Regions from separate parts of the Mus musculus genome. Here region 1 is linked to region 2. Evidence: chromatin contacts called from public targeted proximity ligation data. All regions are on one chromosome and are shown on one strand. The core of a region is the stretch at or near the end of the contact, and the rest is flanking DNA. Distances in the headings are between cores, read along the strand shown.

What was found.
Region 1: a targeted proximity ligation map of regulatory T cell precursor shows a contact between it and region 2, with 5 times the contacts expected there. A contact is called at or near these places in 1 of 484 Hi-C or Micro-C datasets (CD4 T cells) and 4 of 130 datasets of targeted methods (double positive thymocytes, embryonic stem cells, pancreatic cancer cells and 1 more).

What each region holds. Positions count from the first base shown.
Region 1 is chr15:74,916,623-74,921,393 of GRCm38.p6, forward strand. No RefSeq gene overlaps it. Among named protein-coding and RNA genes, the nearest start is that of Gm39556, 7.5 kb to the right of the region's middle.
Region 2 is chr15:74,670,103-74,675,283 of GRCm38.p6, forward strand. Arc (activity regulated cytoskeletal-associated protein) reads right to left here and starts at 2,468. Exons shown (of 3, transcript NM_018790.3): 1 at 463-2,468; 2 at 78-217. The coding sequence starts at 2,270. The coding sequence ends at 1,080. It overlaps Gm32994 (a long non-coding RNA gene), which reads left to right and starts at 2,911. Exons shown (of 5, transcript XR_003951652.1): 1 at 2,911-3,321.

The DNA.
Region 1 (4,771 bases), core at 744-3,243, 250 kb after region 2:
AACAAGATGATGGACAGACTAGAATTCTGAGCAACAGCAGTAATCCCATCCTTCTGGAGATTGAGGCAGGAGGATGCTCAGCTTGAGGTCAGCCTGAGCAATAGAATGAATTCAGGGAGACAGAGTTAAAGGCAGAGACAGAGAGTTTTAATCTCTGTCTCTTTAGTCCATGAAACATATTAAAGTAGTAAGGCAGACTATTGAAGACCATCCTAACAAGTGCCCACCCTTGTGGGATTGTAGGTGGGGTATTGGTCTCAATTCTCAATTCAACATGAACTAATAGTGGTTTAGAGCCAAGGGATAGAAGACTTGGTGGATGAAAAACCTAAAAAAGAAAACATCAGAATGCAGAGGACACTGGCAAGCCAGGGTCCCTAGATGTCACCTGAAGGATGCAGATGAGGAACCTGCTCAGATATGGTGTGGAGTCTCTTTTTTTTTAAGATTTATTTATTTATTATATGTAAGTACACTGTAGCTGTCTTCAGACACTCCAGAAGAGGGAGTCAGATCTCGTTACGGATGGTTTTGAGCCACCATGTGGTTGCTGGGATTTGAACTCCAGACCTTTGGAAGAGCAGTCGGGTGCTCTTACCCACTGAGCCATCTCACCAGCCCAGGTGTGGAGTCTCTTAATAAACTTACATAGCAGAGTCCAGAGGAAGAACCCAAAAGAGCCCAGGTTTCCGAGCCAAACTATAATATATGGTTAAACCATGAGTCTTTGTCACCTTAAAGGTGATTCCTGTAAGGACTCAGCAAGAAAGGAGACAGAGATCATGGCATGGCCATGGTTGCATGGCTGGGAAATGTCAGCCAATCCTCTGAGGAGCTGCAGAGTGAAGGGGGACGCGGCTGGGAACTGGAGGAGCCACTGCCCTCATTAGAACGTGGAGAAGAGCTTGGTCTAACTCTGTTCCTATCCCAATATTTTTAGAACTTGCAAGTGAAGAATTAGATATTCAGCTGAAGGCATAACTGAGCACTGTGTGGCAGGCATGGACTGATGCTTTTGAAAGCTTAGAGCAGACTGGAGAAAGAAAAAAAAAAGGATTCCAAAGTAGAATTTTTAATCAAAAGAAGAGAAGTGTAAAAATGTACAAAATTCTCCACCTACTCATTAAAGAAATGGGAAAAGTTGCTCAGGGAGAGCAAAAGTGTGGAGCCCGATGGTCTTGCTACAGTCAGGAACCATCCATTCCCAAGAAGGAAGAATGATCACAAAAGTATCGGCAAGATCACCCAACAGCCCCTCTGTCACAGGCCTGCAGTTTCCGGGGGCCTTAGAGACAAATTTATTTCAGGTGTTGGGGAGGGAAGGGAACAGGGGTGCTGTCGCTTGCTCAATCCCATATCACACAGCTAGCTTCCCACTCCACCACTTCACTCCTCAGCGGCCTATGTAGTCTTCCCCAAGCCTCAGTGCTATAATGGCATAGCTGTATGTCTGCCTACACTGCAGAGGGTCCCTGTGAGCTTTTAAAGCTAGGCAGACCCACTGTGGGAACCAGTCCAGATTGTCCCAGATACTACAGTTCCCCACAGAACTGGACGGGGCTGTGTGTCTTGCTCCTTACACAATACCTGAATGTGGACAGCGTGGTCCTCAGGCATGGATAGACCTGCTGAAGGCACACCCTCCCCCACTGGGGGCCATGCAGCAAGATCACGGACAGAATTCTTGGAAACATCCCGGACACCTTCCCTTGCCTCAGACTTCAACAATCCTACAATAATCACAACAGGATACTGGTATACCAAGCCTGCTGCCCAGTTTCGTGCTTCACCGGGAAGAGATCCAAGGCTGAGTAAAACAAAGTAAGCTCGGTGTTACACCCTTTAGGAATTTCAGGTCCATTTTATCTGCCAATTAAAAAGTTTAAAGATGGGGGGTCGGGCAGGGCTCGTGGATCCCAGACACAGTAGACAGCAACAGGCACAGGGAAAGTACCTACCAAGCAGCCAGGGGATTCCAAAACTGAAACCCAGTCCTCTGAGAGGTCTTGGGTTTTTTTTTTTTTTTAAGTGGTTTTGGTGGTACAGAGTGGAGGCATATTCTACAACACTGCCACTTCTCGTTTTCTTTCTGCCTCCTTCTCCGTAGTGTTCTCGGAGCTGAGTGGAGTGCTCAGCACTTACTTGCTACCAGCACTTCAACCCGTTAGGACTGTGCTGCTCTGGGGAATGGAGGTTTTGATCAACAGCCCCTGGGCTGAGGGGAAACCCTTCCTCCATTTCCTACCTCTAGCCAGAGCTTGACTGAGATCCTGTGTATGGCAGGCCAGACTCCTGCAACACCCCCCAACTTCTTACACAAAGTTTCCCTTTGTTATTGTTATCATGAGTTTTGAGTGCTTTTAAGGGCCTTATGGGGCTAAAAGAGTGGATCAGCAGTCAAAGAGCTCTGGACGCTCTTCCAGAGGACCTGACTCTGATTCCCGGCACCCACATGACGGCTCACAACCCTCCTGTTCCAGGAGATCCAACGCTTTCCTCTGACCGGTGTTGGATACAGCATGTATGTGGTGCACAAGCCATACATGCAGGCAAAACACCCATACACATAAAGATAAAAATGGAACATTTTTAGCTGTAGCCCAGTGGCTGAGCACTTGCCTAGCGTGTTCTAGTATCTGACTATAGACACAACACCTCAGAAGAGAGGAGAAGACTGGGGTGGGGAGAAGGGAGCTACTTCTCTTGACAGCTTTTTGCCCAAAATAACAGCCTCAAGATTCCCTCTTACTGGCCCTTGGTCCTGTGAAGGCTCTATGCCCCAGTATAGGGGAATGCTAGGACCAGGAATGGGAGTGGGTGGGCTGGGGAGCAGGGGGGAGGGGATAGGGGATTTTCTGAGGGGAAACTAGGAAAGGGGATAACATTTGAAATGTAAACAAAGAAAATATCTAATTAAAAAAAAGATTCCCTCTTACTTTCTAATTCAAATGACATTTTAAAAATGCTGCAGGCAAGATAATACCCATAGTTCCCTTGGTTCCTCTGCCCTCTACTGGTGAGGTCTCACCCTTGAAAACTTTCCCTTCCCACCAAAGTCTGAGTGTGCACACAGGACACTCCCACAGGAACGGGCGTGTGCATTCTGGTCTCCCCCAGCAGGAGGGGAATCCTGTTGGTCTGCATGGGATAGAGTGGTGACTTCACAGACAAATCCCTGTTCTAAAAATGTGATGAGGCCAAGAAAGAGAGAAAGCCAACAAAGCGGCTGGAGGTGCCCTTGCTGGCTGAGCACGGCCTGCAGGGAGGGGCCCACGGGTTCCAATCACACCCGGTAGAGCCCATGTTGCAAGTGATGGGGCCCTATCCCTGCTGCCTTAGTTAGGGTTACTTTCCCTGTGAGAAAGCACCATGACGAAAAGCAGCTTGGGGAAGGGAAAGTGAAGGGACTGAGGTAGCAGAATAAGCTCCATTTTGTTGAAGACTCCATTCTAAGTTAATTTGCCCTTAGAGAGGCATGGCCACTACCCTGTGAGGTCTGAGAAAAAGCATGAAATGTCCCTGGCAGTTGCAAAATAGACACAGCAGCTGCAGCGAGCTGATAACAAGAGAGTGGACTAAGAAAACATAAATCAGCTGGGCAGTGATGGCATATGCCTTTAATCCCAGCACTTGGGAAGCAGACGGATTTCTGAGTTCGAGGCCAGCCTGGTCTACAGAGTGAGTTACAGGACAGCCAGGGCTACACAGAGAAACCCTGTCTTGAAAAAAAAAAACAAAACAAAACAACAAACAAACAAGAAAGAAAGGAAGGAAGGAAGGAAGGAAGGAAGGAAGGAAGGAAGGAAGCATAAGTCTTTCCTAGGTCAAGATGCTCCTTTTGGAAGTGTGGTCGCTCCTTGTGGTATAACCAGGGTGCTGTAAAACAATTAGCTTCAAGACCAACATTCCTTTACCCTCTCATATAACGACAAGGCTTAGAAACCCCTGCCTGCAGCTTTTCCCTGTATAAACCCCCTTCACCTACACCTCGGGGCCCATTCTCCTATCCCGTTACATCAGGAAGGTGTGTGGCCCAAGTTCAAGCTTGAATAAAGACTTACATGTGCTTGCATGGGAGTTATGGTTCCAGGTGGTCTCTGGGGTTTTCCTAGTCTGGGTACCACAAAAGACACACTTCACTTCAGCTTCCCCATCATTGTCTGCCATTAATGGAAGTCTGGGCAGAAATTGAACCAGTAATTTGTTTCTCTTCCTGTTGCGGTTATGCAAAATAAATCTTTCACTTCTCATTATTACTTGTCGTTTTAGTGGTGTGGGAGTCAAGGCCTAGGCTCTGTCTCTAACGGCACCTACCACAGAGGGAGCATAGGAAGAAATCAGTGAGAAGATAGATTCAGGAGGAAGCCAGAGATAGAGGGCTCAGGGGCACAAACCCCAGGGGCTCATTGCCTTCATTCAGTCTTCTACCTCCTACCATCTCCCATTGATTAAATCAGAACCCTCAGGATCTAACTGTTTACAAACGCCTCACCTTGAGTTTTACTAACCTGCCAGGTATTTCCTGACCTAATCTAGTTGACAACCATCAGGCACCCTAAAATCTGTTTGGGAGAAGAGTTTCCATGTGGGTATTCATTTGTGGATCTGAGGAACCATTTACTGGATAATTGTGCTATCCAGATAGTTGGAGCTGGACCTCTGGGATGACTCAGCAGATGAAGGCACTTGCCTAGCAAGCCTGAAGATGTCGATGCCATTCCAGTAACCCACCGAAAGGTGAAAGAACAGAGTTAAGCCCGCAGAGCTGTCC
Region 2 (5,181 bases), core at 1,218-3,717:
CTTCCCGGATAACCCAGAAATCTGGAGAGTGGCTGGGATCTGAGGCTTGGTCAGGATAGGAGGCAAGACTTTCTTACCTGGTGTCATTCTCCTGGCTCTGTAGGCTCCAGCCGCTGCCTCGGCTGGGTGTGAGGACTCAGCCCCTCGGGGACCCTCCGCCTGCCATGGCTGAGTCACGGAGCTGAGCTCTGCTCTTCTTCACTGGTATGAATCACTGCTGGGGTGAGAAATCACAGGGTCCTCGGTGAGCTGGCTTAGCAAATTCCCCCAGAACCGCCCCCACCTCAGCCCCGTCCTTGGACCGTGAAGTGCCAGTGCCCACTACAATGACACCCACTCTGATGCCACTTCACTCCACCCTTGCAACTAATTTGCTAGGGAAGCCTTGAAGGGCTCCTGGAAAGTGGACTTGGTTCTGCACGCCCCCCCCCCCCACTCTAAGATACACGGTGCAGGGCTCACCTGGGGGCCAGGAGGTGCCAGGATGTCAGGTCTGCTGCTTCAGCTGCATTTGTGGCTTCAGCTCACCCCTGGGAGGGGAGCTATGCTGCCCAAGACTGGCCGGTTGCCCTGGGCGGCAGCTAGGGTACCAGCTGGATCTGCTGTGTCTGCAGGAGTGGGCTGCATCCCCGGAAGTTGAGGTTCCCTCAGCATCTCTGCTTTAGCATCTGCCCTAGGATGTCCCCTGGGTTTTGGTGCCTACTTTTTGTTGCCTTTCAGACACTTGGTTTCTTGATTACCCAAAGAGCCCTGGACACTGGAGCAGAATGAGGAAGCCAGATCGTGTTCTGTGATGGTCTGAGAGTGTAGAGGGTGAGGCCAATGGGGCTGGGGGCCAGGACCAGGGCAGACAGATGAGGGGTAGGCGGCAGGTGGGAGCCCTATGGGAAAGGGGCTTCTTGATGTTCAGTCCATGTAGCATGGTTGTGTGGCAGTTGTGAGTCAGGCCAGGTCAGTGGGTGAGTAGATGTCTGGCTGGACAGGGCATCCCTTTGGGAGTCAGCCCCAGCTCAAGTCCTAGTTGGCAAAAGCCACAGGCTGGGTGTGGCAGGCGGGCTGGGGACCCTGGGCTGGCCCCTCTATTCAGGCTGGGTCCTGTCACTGGCTACTGACTCGCTGGTAAGAGCAGGTGTGAGTGCCTCCGTCTCATCCTCTGTGGGCAGTGGGGTGCCAGAAGGCTCAGCTGCCTGCTCCAGGCCGTCCTGCACTTCCATACCCCTCTGGATAAGCTGCTCCAGGGTCTTGGGGAGTGGGTGGCGCAGAAAGCGCTTGAGTTTGGGCTGCAGGGTGCCCACCACATACTGAATGATCTCCTCCTCCTCAGCGTCCACATACAGTGTCTGGTACAGGTCCCGCTTGCGCCAGAGGAACTGGTCGAGTGGTTCACCCTGCTTCTGCGGCAGCTCCAGCTCCCGCTGAATGGCTTCACGGGAGAGTGTACCCTCACTGTATTGCAGAAACTCCTTCTTGAACTCCACCCAGTTCTTCACCGAGCCCTGCTTGAACTCCCACCACTTCTTGGCTGGCCCATTCATGTGGTTCTGGATCTGGGACAGCCAATATTCTTCAGAGCCACCCACCTGCCGCAGGTACTCTTCCAGGTGGCTCAGGAACTCCCGTGGGTCCTCGAAGATCTGTGTATCCACACCAGGGCTCGGTTGCCCATCCTCACCTGGCCCCCAAGACTGATATTGCTGAGCCTCAACTGACTCCTGTTCAGGCAGTTCTCCTGCGGCAGGTGGCGGGGTGATGGCATAGGGGCTAACGGTATAGTCATAGCCATCAGCTTCCTGGCAGTAGGGCTCTGGACCCCCCACACCTACAGAGACAGTGTGGCGGGCCGGCTCGCTGCCCACTGGGTATTTGCCGCCCATGGACTCCAGGCGGTCAGCCCACCTCTCCAGACGGTAGAAGACCTCCCTCCACACGTGCATCTCACGCTTGACCCAGCGCTCCAGGTTGGCGATGGTCTCCTGGCAGCGGCAAAGACAGGCCTTGATGGACTTCTTCCAGCGCTGTGAGTCGCCGGTGGGCACGTAGCCGTCCAAGTTGTTCTCCAGCTTGCCCACCGACCTGTGCAACCCTTTCAGCTCTCGCTCCACCTGCTTGGACACTTCGGTCAACAGATGCCGGTGGGTCCTCCGTACGTGTTCCAGCATCTCAGCTCGGCACTTACCAATCTGCAGGATCACATTGGGTTTGGCGGCCGGCCCACCCCGCGGGGCAGGGTAGGCGTGGAGGCCGCCGGTGGTCATATGGTCCAGCTCCATCTGGTCGTCGGTGCTGCGGCTCCGAACAGGCTAAGAACTCCTCTGAGGCAGAAGCCGGAAGGGAGCAGAGCCGGCGGCTGCAGCGGCAGTGGCAGGTGTGCGGTGCCGGAGGAGCTTAGCGAGTGTGGCAGGCTCGTCGCCGCTGAAGCTAGAGAGGCCCAGAGACTGCGGCTGCGGGAGAACTCGCTTGAGCTCTGCACCGAAACCGCCACCAGCGGCTATTTATGCTGCGCGGGGCCCGTGGGCGGCAGCTCGTGGAGCCCTGGCTCCCATTGGCGGCGCCCAGGCTCCGCGCCAGAGCCCGCCCGCGCCCTCTCCTGCCGCAGGCCCCGCCTTCCGCGCCTACTCGCTCCCCTCCCGTGGGTGCCCTCAAGGACCCGCCCCTTCACAGCCCCGAGTGACTAATGTGCTCTGCTGCGCGCCTCCCACCGGGAGGGATTTTGGGGACCGGAGACACTCTCCTCTACCTAGTCCTGGGCAGCGAGGATGAGGCTAAGGCAGGTTATTACCTACTGTTTGCCCTGGGGCCTCATGATCTCTTTTCTTAGGGAGCAGCTGGACGTTACCCCTCTGAATCTTTGATGCGCCCATCCTGACTCTTGCCCATCCTGACCACACAGTATGCAACTTCAGAAGTGCCTGGTAGGAATCTCTCACTCCAAACCCTTCTATCCTCAGCTGCCTTTGGTTAGCGGGACACACACACACACACACACACACACACACACACACACACACACCTACTTCCTGCCCAACCTTGCCCCAAGAGTCATAAGTCCAAATCCTAGCCTGGTCCAATATTGTTCGGGAACTCCACTCAGGCAAGGCTTTTTCTGGACCCCTTCATAGGTTTGTGGACACTGAGTGGCCCTGTCTGTGTGTCAGTGGCTGAACAGGGCCGCAGTGCCCTGAAACAGATGTATCACTTGAACCTGTACAGACACTGGGGTAGGGCATAGGGATATCAAGATGTGTAGGCAACATTGCTGAACCCTGAAGTCCCTAGGACCCAGCCACAACTGGACCAGAAGCTTCTCAAGCCTTCCAAGAGGTTAGTCCGGAGGAAGGAGGGAGGGAGAAGGAGGAAGGAGGGGAAGGAGCCTGCAGAGGAAAGCAAGATGCCATATAAGGAATGGGGCTCCGGAAGCTGAGATTCCCTCTAGAGGGAGGCCCCTTCCGATTCCCTGGCAACAGCCAACAGCGCTGTGGTGCAGTGGGGGAGGGCATCCTTCTTGACTTACACCAAGCCAGAAACACAGGTCTAGGTCTCCCATTTCCTGATGTTACTTGGGGACATATCACTGCCCACAGCAGAAGCCTACAGGGGCCCACAGACACATGGTGCCTGCAAGAACCCCCTTTCCTCTCTGCCAGCTCCCCCTCTCTCACACTCATACATACACACTGAACACTCATACCAACCAGCACTTAGCCCACTCACACCCTTCCATGTAGACTCATGCCCCCCACTCACGGCCCTCTCTGTGGACTCATGCCCCCCACTCATGGCCTTCCACACACACACCAGTGGCCCCCACTTGTAATCCACGTGTACTCACATCTCAGCTTCTCCCACCCCACTTTTGCTCACACACCTACAGAACTCTCCTAACCTCATATCCCTCAGAGCCCCCTCCTCTGTTTTCAAGAAGCTTTGGGGAGCCCTGCCTCTCTTAGAGCCAACCTGTCCCCCCTCCCCCCCCCCTCCACACACACACCCAGGGCTTCCATCCCTGAGAGGAATGTCTTTCTGGGGGAAAAAAAACTCCCCTAAAATGGCTCTCCTGGCATTTCTAATTAGAGGTGAGTAGGCGGACACAGAAGGCAGGCAGAGGGGCATCACTGCAGGGAGGGGAAACAAGCAGAGAAATTGCTAGAATAGGGACTAACTAGAGTTTTCCTATGGGGGAATCCTGGGAGCCGGGAGCTGCAGGCCTGAGTCTGGAGGGAGCTGAAGGTTAACCAAGGTCCTACGCCATGGGGTAGGGTTGACGGGGCAACTGGACCCTGGTCTGTCTGCACACATGCCAGCAGTAGCCCTTCAGTGGCCAGAGTCAGTCTCTCTGTACCCACACGGAAGCTGGTGGACAGCCCCCTAGAGTGGGGAAGCTGAGGATGAGCAGGCTGGAGAGTGCAAGGGTGTCAACCAGCTGCACTGTGGCCAGTGACCAGGATCCCCCACCCCCTGTCCGTAGGGGGGATTGGGCACAAATGGAGAAGTTTCCGAGGCTGAAGTGCTCTGACCCTCTGACCACTGCATTTCCTATCTCCATGGAGGGCAGTCCATCCAGGCCACTGACCCCGAGACACTACTCTGAGCCCCACTGGGGTGAAAAGTCACAGGAAGCCCTGCTTCCTCCTCCGGGGTCTTCAGAAGCCACGAACACAGGAGCCCAGTGACAGGTGACAGGCACAGGCAACAGCCATAGCTCCTCTGGGAACATTTAATCGCTGCCCAATTATCGCCCCAGAAGCCCTCAGCAACTCCCTTCTCGCCCCCACACTGCAGCCTGGGGCTACATTCTGCTGCTGGAAAAGAGGCCAGGCTGGCTGGCTCCCTGCCTTCAGAGAGGGGGATTTCTAACCCACACTCTTCCAGTACCCGCCCCACTAATCCTGCCCATGCGAGGGGTAGATAGTGCCACCTTCAGCCCCCTGGAAGGCTGGGGAAGGATCAGGGCGGGGGTGGGGTAGGATGGGGGCAGTGTGGTGGGGTGGGGAGGCTGGGCCTGTTCAGGGAAAGAACATGGGGAGGAACCATGGCAAAATTACCTGAGAGATTCTAGATGAATTCTGAGGAAAAGCGCAAGTCCTCAGCAATGGGGCAGGTCTGGGTGAATCTTTAGAGCGCTAAGATCCAGGTGACCTTGGTTCCACAGCCCTGTCAGTCCTGGCCCTTTGTCCCCAGCAT